Regions from separate parts of the Mus musculus genome. Here all the other regions are linked to region 1. The links are chromatin contacts, called in public Hi-C and HiChIP or PLAC-seq maps. All regions are on one chromosome and are shown on one strand. The core of a region is the stretch at or near the end of the contact, and the rest is flanking DNA. Distances in the headings are between cores, read along the strand shown.

Region 1 (3,291 bases), core at 577-3,076:
AAGCTAAGTAAAGCTGAGAGGCAGCCATTGTTTAAGAATTAGAAAGATAAACTCTTGTCCTTATAAAATAAACTGAAAATGATCTGAAATGTGTTGATGTTTCACATTGCAAGACAGATCTGAGTCTAGGAGGGGATGGGAGTGCCCCAGCCCTCTTCCAGAGCTGGTAGAATTTGATCTCTGAAGAAAGTCTCATCATCATATGAGCAGGTGATGTGATTTAGAGCACTCACTGGCATTACCAGTAGAATCGGATCCATAGCAGGCACTCTAAGGCACACACCACCTATCCCAACCCAAACGTGGTTTTGTTAGAACTGTTTCTTCTATGATATTTACTTAACCTCTGTTTGAAATTAATGTTCATCTTTTAGAATGTTGCTCTGAACATTTGGGGAAAACCATATAGTGTTTCTCACATTTTCCACTCACAGCACCTACTACCACCATCAACTCATAAAAGAACTGTATCAAAATGCCAGTGGGCCTTTTCCTTTAGAAATATGGAATGGAGGACCAAGAAAAATCAAGATTGATGGGCACATGGGAAAGTGATCGATCTTGAAAAAGTTTGCAAATGAGATGATGAAAATCACAGATCCATTTCTAACTTAATTTGAAGAAAAATGCATAAAAGTAAATTTGCCTCTGGGGTGGGGTTGGGAAATAACATGGGAAAACAGGCATCTTTGTCCCTAAACAACATTCTTTACAATATTATTGGTCTCTGGGGGGAAATGGAGACAGTAAGTATACATACTATAGATACTAAGTTGGTCTCTTTAGCAACCACTCAACATGCATTGGTGGGTAGTGCCACTGTTGGTGTATCATCTTAATATGGGATAACCAGAGTGACTTGATCCCAAAAGTCTCTGGGAGTTGATAAGATCTAACCCACAAATGGATTGATGATAAGGATTTCTGCCAATGTCTTATCATTTCTAAAGTATTATAAAGTTGATCTCTAATGTTTTAGAAACAAAGTATTCAAACTTCCTCTACCTGCTTAGGATTCCTTGAAGGTCTCACCTGTTTTCATCCAAATTAAACAATCTCATATTTTATCTACTTCAGATATCTTTAGAGCTTAGCTGTTTGGAGCTCAAGGAAACTAATTGGAGAGTTCAAAGGCTAGACATGAGACGATGTGAGATTACCCACCCCAAATAAGACACAATCTAGAAGTAAATATTAGACATTGTATTTTCATGTTACATAGGATGTTTCAGAGGCTCTTGATTCCCCAGCCACACTGGGAGACTTTCTTCCTTTCCTTTCTGCTAGTGTACACCTCCAAATATTTAATGTACATTATTGTCTGATTCACAGAAGGTTTCTTTGGCCTAGTCATGCTCACATTTGCATATACCTAAATGTATACAATGGAATGGGGAAGGAGAGTCTCCTCCAGGTCTGAATCTACAGCTTTGGAAACTGAGACCTGGATGAACTTAATAGGGCTTATAGAGAGAATTGGTCCAGTTTCCCCTGTGGTTGTTAAATGTCTGCTGCTTCTTCGCATACCACATGAAAGTGCAGACTGGTTTGAGTATGAAACAGACCCAACAGCTATGAGCTCCCTTTCCTGAAACCTCTTGCACACGTCCTGCCCCAAACAGTCAGATCTGAAAGTCGTTTTGGATTAAAATGCGGTGTGTGCTTCAGAAAGGCAAAGAGGAAGCTGGGCCCCAAATGCTGAGAGACGAGGTCGAGGAGGGCAGCTGGCCTGGGTCCAGGATGCGGCCAGAGACAGGGGAAGGACTGTGTAAGAGCTCTTTCTTTGAACAACCAACAAAAAGACAGCTAGAAGGAAGGGGCCAACTATGCCACAGAAAGGAAATGGACCAGAGAGAGAGGGAGCGAGCGGCCACGCCTCTGCTCAGCCCTCTTCCTCCTTCCCCCAGGGTGGCATCAAACACATCACTAACTATGATTTGAATTCTAAGAGTCCAGCCACCTAACCAGCCAATCAACAGAGATGAAAATGAATTTGATTCTTCTCTATCCTGTTCACAAGTTTGCTGACTCAAGTCCGCGCTCTGTTCTTTCTTTCTGTTTATGTTGTCACTTGGTTTCATTATTTATTTTTAGCCCCAATTTCGGAAGCTCTTATTCTGCTGGGTATTGGCAAGGTGTCAAGGGCATCACTCTCAGCTCTGAAAGGATCATTGTCCAGCTCTGGACTCCATCCTCTCCAGACAGAGAAGCAGTGTGAGTTGCCTCATGCTGCCTCTTCACTGGCCCAGCCAGTCTGCAGTCTCTGAGTAGCGGTCTCTGCAGGGCATCCAATGCCATGCTTGTGAATGGTAGAAATGTTAGTGATGTTTGCTTTCATCTGATCTAGGTCCTCGGTTTTCAATGGGGAAACTGAGACCTAGAGAAACGAAAGTCCATCCATGAAGTAGCATGCCAATATCATGACATCTTGGCTTTCAAAACTCCCCGTTGAACAACGCTACTTACTTAGTTTCGCCGAAATGCCTGCCCCATTTTGAGTCTGGCTATCATTGTTTTTTCTGGATTCCCAATTTCCTTGTGACCATGAAAAAAATAAATCAAACAAAATGGTAAGAACATCCGTGGGACTGCGTTTCATGGTGCCCACTTTCTCTTTGTCATTGCCTCTTTTCCCTTAAGAAACAGAACTTACTTTTTTTTTTCTTTCTAATTTTTGTTTCCAGTGAGCCAGGAGCACTGAGCTAGTGTGTCTTGCCTGTTAGGACAGGCTGCAGTCGCAATGAAAGGACATGCTTCAGTTCCCAGGACGATGGTCTCTTTGACTGGGAATATACCGACCACTATTACAAGTATGCGAGAGTAAACAAGGCTAGAGTCAATCTCAACTTGTTTTACACTCTGTTTTATTAAAGTCAATGCGTTTCCGTTTCTATGTGCTGAGCCTCAGCTGGCTTAATTATACATACCCAGGCGAATTCTAATGGGGACAGAGGACAGCCAGTGATTGGAAAGCAAGGCCCTTTTCTGACCTCTACAGGCCATGGAGAGAAAAAGAAACAAGGCTGCTTCTGGAAATTAGAGATTAGGAAAGAGGATGCTTTTTTTTTATTATTTTATTTTTTTCTGGATGCTTCTTTACTGCTGTAAGTACCAGACACATGTGTGTCCTACTTTTGTACAGCGTGTCTATCTGTGTTTAATAGGTTACTGCAGCAACCAGGAAGAGGTCAGTTTTCAGGAGGTTTTTGCAATGGAAATTACGGTCTCCATCATTCAATACATATTTAAAGTAAGCCCAACACATGTTCACCACTGGTAACAAATAATCTA
Region 2 (3,291 bases), core at 394-2,893, 1.6 Mb before region 1:
ATCAAATTCCATCAGTAGCTCCTCGTTGCCTGCAGGGGATAAAGTGTAAAAGCTCTAGGGAGACAGGGCTGTCCTCTGCCATTTGGATCCTTCTAGAGCAGTGGTCCTCAGTGTTCTTAATGCTGTGACCCTTTAATACAGTTCCTTATACTGTGGTGACCCCCAGCCATAAAATTATTTTCGTTGCTACTTCCTAACTGTGATTTTGCTACTGTTATGAATCGTAACGTATGTATGTGTGTTTTCTGATGGCCTTAGGAACCCCAAAGGGGTTGCAACCCACAGGTTCCGAAATGCCTTTCTAGAGGCATCACAAGCCAGTTCTGACAGCCTGCCTTTCCACAGACGTTACCCTTGCCTGCCACGATCACAATGATCTTGTCCAGCTGAGATCCTAGTCACTTCCACAGTCCACGGTACTTAGTCTTTCCTGAATTCCTCAAGTGTGCCTTACTCTCTTAAATGTCCAGCCAGTTCTTACCTCTATTATCCTTTTGATCAGATTATGGTTAATACATTTGCCTGTGTGTTGTTTTTGCAAGTTGTGTACTACTTCTGGGGAGACATAACCTATATTTCCTGTATTTATCCTGGTACTCAACAGGTAGTAGTAGCTTTTGTAACTGTTAAACAGATGTGAAGGTAAGTGAACATATATACCGCCTGCATATTAAGTATTTCTACTAGTGGGATGCTGCAGGATGCCAGGTCCCAGGGCTAGGCACGAAATTAAGAAAGGCACAATCTAGATGTGCAGTTAGTGTGGTTCTTCAAGACATTTTATGTTGGAGGCAGAGAAAGCTGCTAGTCGGATCTAAAGCTTATCTCACAAGGAAAAGAAAGCTGGTATTTATATACATTGGACACTTAGCTAACAGTTGCTAATTGAACAGCTACCTTATGCCCCTGCTCATCCCTCTATTTTCCCAACAACCCCTCTAAGCATTATCTCCACGTATAGTGTGCTGATTTGCACAAGCTCCCACAGATGGCAAATGACAGCCAGGAATTAACTTTTTCTATGATTTTGGACGGTGTCGGGCAGAAGTCACAGGATGCAACTTTCCAGAGCGCTGCATCCACTTACCCTCACCTGAAGCGACTTGGAGCCGCTTCCCTTTCAGTGTTCTGCCTGGCAGCTGAGTCTTCTAATCTCGGGGCTCCGGTGTGGATATTCTTAGCTGGGGCAATGCCCACAAACCTGGGGGGCAAAAAAAGAGAGAGAGAGAGAGAGTACGATGAGGGACTGGATTAACGGTATTTTGGGGGGTTCAAGTGGCACATAGGTCTGGAAGGAAGGTAGGCGGGCAGGCTCGAGAGTGACAGTGGGTTCGAAAGAGTAATCCTTACCTGGTCATTCCATGTCCAGCCCAGGACCGCAGGAGCCACGACCCGGAGTTTCTTAAAACCTGCATGACTGAAATTGACCCTCCGCGGCGCTTGGCTTAGCTCGAGCCAGCACCATGAGCCTCTGTGGGGGTGCTCACAGACAGGAAATCACCTGATTGCTCTTAAATAGTCCTGTAAGTATTTTTTCTTCAAATTTAAAGCTCTATAAAACCATTTATGTAGGAACTTTCCCCTTTCTAGTGGTCTAACACTAGAATTTCACCTACCTCCCCCAAAGGGAATGGTTCATTCCACTCGGTAAACCCGCCCCTCGCCGGCCCGCGTTGCCTCATGGGAACCTGGGGTTGGCTGAGGGCTCTGCCGGGCGCCGCGGTACCTTGTGGGAAGACAGAAAGATGGCGGCGCCCGTAGGGCGTACTCTTTTAGGGCTGGCTAGAGGCTGGCGGCAGCTTGACAGGTTCTGGGCAGGTAGTTCTCGTGGCTTGTCCCTTGAGGCTGCGTCCTCAAGCAGCCGGTCTCCATGGCGCTTGTCGGGCGCCTTGTGTCTGCAGCGGCCACCGCTGATCACCAAGGCGCTCACTCCATTGCAGGAAGAGATGGCGGGTCTATTACAGCAGGTAAGGCAGTCACGGGCTTCCTGGTGCGGCGGAGGGAAGCAACAGTATCAAGGAGGTCTTGATTTCCATGGAGACTCTGGTACTTCGTGTGACCTTGAGCAAACGTTTCATTTCTCGACCTTTAGTGACATCTGCAAGATGAAGTTACCGTACTGAGTTGGGTTAGGATATAGCAGGTGTTGAAAGAGTTTAGTTGGCTTGTTTTCTCTTGATCATTCGGTGTGGATAGCTTCCTTCTTGTTCATTCAATACTGTAGGGATCCGGGGGCAAACAGGAATCACTCCCTTTAACTTAGGAGCTCTCAGACTATAGAGAAGTGTTTGTGATGTTAGGACGAAAGTCGTGGTGACTGTGGGCACATCCTTAAGATAATGCGGTAAAGTTTGCTTTACCTCAGGGAGCAATTTCTGTGAAAGACAAAAAACCCAAGTGTTGTTGCTGTTGGGTCAGGAGATAGTGATGGAAGGTCTTCCGTATCCCTAGACTCCAAAAGGCTTTTGTCTGGAGAATACTAATGGAAACTCCCGTCAGTGCTTTTTGCTCAATGTATTCACTCACTTGACTTTTTTTTTTTTTTTTGGTAGTCCTTTTTCTTTCACCATAAAGGTATTCGTAGCCAATACTGTGCGTCTGTGTGCAAAGTGATAGGCAGTTGTGGATGTGACAGGCACATCGCTCTGCTTCGCAGAGAGTTTCCAGGTACTGGAATTAGGGATACAATCAGTAACCAGTCTTATGACTAATTATAGACTTTGGTAAGTGCTATTAAGGAAAACATAGAGTACTAGAAGAGTTTTACACAGGACCACATAGGTTTTATTTTCCTGAGAAGTATCCAGGAATATCTTTCTGAGAAAGAGGTATTTGAGTTGAAATAAGAAGGATGGATAGAAATCTGGAAGAAATGGCATGAGGAGAAAGAGAGACTAGGAAGAAGGATGTTGGAAAGTCTTCATGGCAGGAAAGTCCTTGAATAGATGCTGATCAGAGACGAGTAGACCTAGTGTGTGGGAAGTGGGTCTTCAGTGCCCTCTGTTCTCCTTGACAGTCTTAATGAAGTTCTCCTACTGCCTACTTACAATCCAGTGGGCTTTTTTTTTTTAAATCTGTATAGTGTTTCATTCTATTTCTGATTGTGTTAAGAGTTGTACGTCTGAGCCTGTCAAGGTCACAGAAGCTTTGTTTTTTTTCTTCTTCCTTTTCCTTTTCCCTTTCCCAGATCGAGGTAGAGAGAAGCCTGTATTCAGACCATGAGCTCCGTGCTCTGGATGAAGCTCAGCGACTGGCAAAGAAGAAAGCTGACCTTTATGATGAGGAACAAGA
Region 3 (3,291 bases), core at 423-2,922, 1.2 Mb after region 1:
AGAAAGACAGTAATTGTGGCTGTGTGGTAAAACACAGAACACAGGAAGTGGTTCCCAGAGACCTTCAGTCTCATCCTCGGTCCTCCTTGAAGAAGCTCGGCAGCTCTGGGCAGGATGTCTGAGCTGCTACCACACACAGTGCAGCATCTTACAGAACAAGAGATGTGAGGATGATGAAACCATGATGGGATGCAGGAGTGCAAGCCTAAGGAACCACAGTGATGCCCAGAGGTTGAAGAGCCACAGGCACCCTCAGGACATCTCACACCAGCATCAGTGACACAGAAAGTCCCCATCCTGCCCAGCTTCAGAGCTGTACTGTGTTCCTACTGTGACCCTCAGTGACCTGGCTGTCCCCAAGGCCTGAGGTTCCCTAAAGGGATAGCAACAGATCAGGTTTTAGGTCTTTCCACTCTTATCTGCCTGTGACTCTGGGCTTAGTCACTCATTTGTTTGTGAGATGGATCCATCTATGCTGCACAGGCAGGCCTTTCAGCCCTGGGCTCAAGGGCTCCTCTTACCTCAGCCTTCCAAGTAGCTGAGATGCCTGACATCTGCCAGGGCTTCTCCATTTGACTCTCCTCTGAGTCCTTCAGGTCTGAAAGGCTCCTGGGACAGAGTGGGCTATTCACACCTCCTGGACAGTGAGAGCCAGGAGACATGGGTTAACTTCCATGAACTCTAAGGTAAATGGAAACCGACATTGGGAAGTCGGTCTTAACAGTGGGACGCTTGGGAATATCTGTGCTGCTGAGGGTTGCGGAGCAACTGGGTCTGTGGAGAAACTCAGGTATGGAGCAGCCCCTGGTTCCACATTTCTATCACTTGTCCTGCCCACCCCATCAGCAGCAAAAACAGTGATGCCTGCCCTGTGTGCACCAAGCTACCTGCTGTCTGAGGGGCTCACGCTGTCCAGCAGAGACGATGGTGGGTCAGAGGAATATAAAACGCATTTGTTCCCCTTCACAAGCTTAAAATTGCATGAAGAGAAAAAAAAGAAAAATTTTCCTTATGGGGTCTTGAGATTTTCCTATAATCCATAAAATTTGAGAATTTATAACTTTGAAGATTAAGAATTAAATTTATAAAAATTTTTTAGTAACAAACAAAATTACAGAATATTGTTTGGGTTTTTACTAGTTTTATAAGTAATGCATGTTTAAGAACAATACACTGAGTCATTCAAGTAACCAAGCATCATTCATTTTTCTCTGATTTGTTAAATATTTGACATCCACATTTCTGTATGAATTCATTTCAATACATTTTTTCATGGTGTTATTTAGAAAACATGACTGATCTTAAAAGAATCAGGAAATGTTACTTATTTATATTTCGGTGATCAATAAATTTAAGCATTTATTATCTAAAAAAAAATTGCATGAAGAGATCGCTTGACACTTTCAATGCAATGAAAATCAGGGTACAGAGAGTTTGGAGCAAGGTTCTCAGACAGACCCTGAGCTCTGTAAGGAGGCGATCCCTGGCTGTGGCAGAAAGGCTTGTGTGATCTGAGGTGGCAGAGAAGGAGATCAACCACAGCAGTGGAAGCAGCTGGGACTGCAGCTGCCATCCCCAGGAAAGTGCAGTTTGTTGAAAGCTGCTGCAGCTGTCTGCAGAGCCTGGGGCACTAAGTGGAGCCACGCCCAAGGAAGGCCGGAGTGAGGAGCGCGACGATGCTGCCCCCTACAGGTCAGCCCAGAACTGTCACAGTCTTGGAGGCTTGATGCAGGGCATCACTCCCTTGCCTGTGCTTGTGGTCTAGGACCCTGTGGGATCTAGCTTGTCCCTGATTTGGAGTGCAAACAAGTACACGTAGGCAGAGTACAACTTCAGGGCCAAGAAAGAATAACTCAGCGCACTGGATGTCTGCTTAAGACGTTCAGCAAGAGGCCCACCATTCTATCTCTATTCCCAAGGCACTAAGGATGCCTTCGCAAGCTACCTTATCTGGAACAAGCCTAGCAGGAAGCACGGCTAAACACAGCCTAAAGCAGGGTCCTGCAAAGGAGCATGCAAACAGGCAAAGTATTACAGGGTACACTTGGCACGTGAGTATCAAGTCATTTATCCTGAAATGTGGTGGTCACCATAGAGCTCACAAATAAGAAAAAAAAAAAAAAAAAAAAAAAAAAAAAAAAAACGATGACTAGAAAGATTTTCAGTTTCCCGGGTCTCTAACGAATGGCAAAGCCAGGCGGTCACTCTAGCTCCTCCCAGGATGGAACAGGACGTCTCAGAACCAACACCTACCCAGGTGCATCCTAATAGTGAAAATAAGCTAGGGCAATTAGAATTCTAATGACTAAAAAGTATGGCTGAAGTTTGGGTGGGTTTTGAGTGTGTAACAACCTACAGTGAAATTACCTACAGTGCCTTAAAACTTTAAGCCTGAGTTGTCCAAGAAGGTTCCAAAGAAAAATGCCTCCAAATCCACCACCCTGATTTCATGTTTGCTCCCATTCCTCTCTGAGTCCATTGTGTTGGATGTTAAATGTCGCTGAGAGAAGATGCTAAATTCTTACTCTAGATCATGGAGGCAAAGATACCTTCCCTGGAAGGCAAAAGAATGTGACCTCCCATCTTTTCCTAATGTGAGATTAATTTTTAAAAAATATAGCATGAGGATCAGTTTAAATAACCAACCTATACAGGGATTTGGAAAGAAGACTACAAATGTTATCAATATTTTATTTATTCACTGGAGTGCTAAACGTCCTGGAACTACATAGCTCATATTTCTTACAGGATTATTAAACATCCCCCAGAATTTCCCTTACAGTCACTTATATTTTGGGTTTATAGCATCCTTCATAATTCTAACATTCTAGCTAACTGAAAGAAATTCGAAGTCTAAACGATATAAAATGTGCACAACCCAAGCTGGATCTGTGAACAATGCCGAATTAGTCTTCGTTACTGTCTTTCTTAATATAATCAGAAACTTGGGAAAGTATATACTAGCAAGAGGCATTGTTAACGGTGCCACTTCAGAGTGGTATCCCAGTGAGGGCTGGGAAATTCTCGTCTCTACCGTGTTCTTCCTGGAAGACTGTTTTGTGTTCAGTGTATCTCATTATTTAAGAAATAATAAAATCTAGTATGCATACATATCTACCATTAAAGCTTTTCAAAACACTTTTTCTTGAGTATTGCACTTTTGGTAGAAACTTTTTCATTTTTTTTTTATATTTAATTTATCTGTGTGACTATGCCCCAAGTGAGTGGCTAGGGGTTACAGGTGACTGTGAGCCACCATGTGCATGCTGGAAGTCAAACCCAGGTGCTCTA

Evidence for each region. A called contact is a pair of places that touch in the nucleus more often than the background predicts. HiChIP or PLAC-seq counts read pairs in DNA pulled down with a chosen protein or histone mark.
Region 2: a contact with region 1 is called in an H3K27ac HiChIP or PLAC-seq map of stem cell-derived neural progenitor cells, with 10 times the contacts expected there. The contact joins the promoter of Mrps11 here to the enhancer-like site in region 1. A contact is called at or near these places in 3 of 39 promoter capture datasets (frontonasal cranial neural crest, hippocampal neurons and pre-B cells) and 2 of 115 datasets of contacts at active chromatin or transcription factors (embryonic forebrain and stem cell-derived neural progenitor cells).
Region 3: a contact with region 1 is called in a Hi-C map of stem cell-derived neural stem cells, with 2.4 times the contacts expected there. The contact joins two enhancer-like sites. A contact is called at or near these places in 9 of 484 Hi-C or Micro-C datasets (the N1E-115 cell line, cerebellar granule neurons, cerebellum and 5 more) and 2 of 115 datasets of contacts at active chromatin or transcription factors (oligodendrocyte precursor cells and stem cell-derived neural progenitor cells).

Annotation. Positions count from the first base shown.
Region 1 is chr7:77,131,721-77,135,011 of GRCm38.p6, reverse strand. No RefSeq gene overlaps it. Among named protein-coding and RNA genes, the nearest start is that of Gm30774, 760 kb to the right of the region's middle. Within about 2 kb of position 1,826, at least 86 of the 459 cell types and tissues checked have an H3K27ac peak or open chromatin away from gene starts, as enhancers often do. A contact at or near this core is called in neural progenitor cells, oligodendrocyte precursor cells, stem cell-derived neural progenitor cells and 1 more, where this site is marked.
Region 2 is chr7:78,781,483-78,784,773 of GRCm38.p6, reverse strand. Mrps11 (mitochondrial ribosomal protein S11) reads right to left here and starts at 1,643. Exons shown (of 6, transcript NM_026498.2): 1 at 1,351-1,643; 2 at 1,094-1,201. The coding sequence starts at 1,415. Mrpl46 (mitochondrial ribosomal protein L46) reads left to right here and starts at 1,685. Exons shown (of 4, transcript NM_023331.2): 1 at 1,685-1,967; 2 at 3,188-3,291. The coding sequence starts at 1,746.
Region 3 is chr7:75,912,507-75,915,797 of GRCm38.p6, reverse strand. No RefSeq gene overlaps it. Among named protein-coding and RNA genes, the nearest start is that of Klhl25, 66 kb to the right of the region's middle. Within about 2 kb of position 1,672, at least 36 of the 459 cell types and tissues checked have an H3K27ac peak or open chromatin away from gene starts, as enhancers often do. A contact at or near this core is called in neural progenitor cells, oligodendrocyte precursor cells and stem cell-derived neural stem cells, where this site is marked.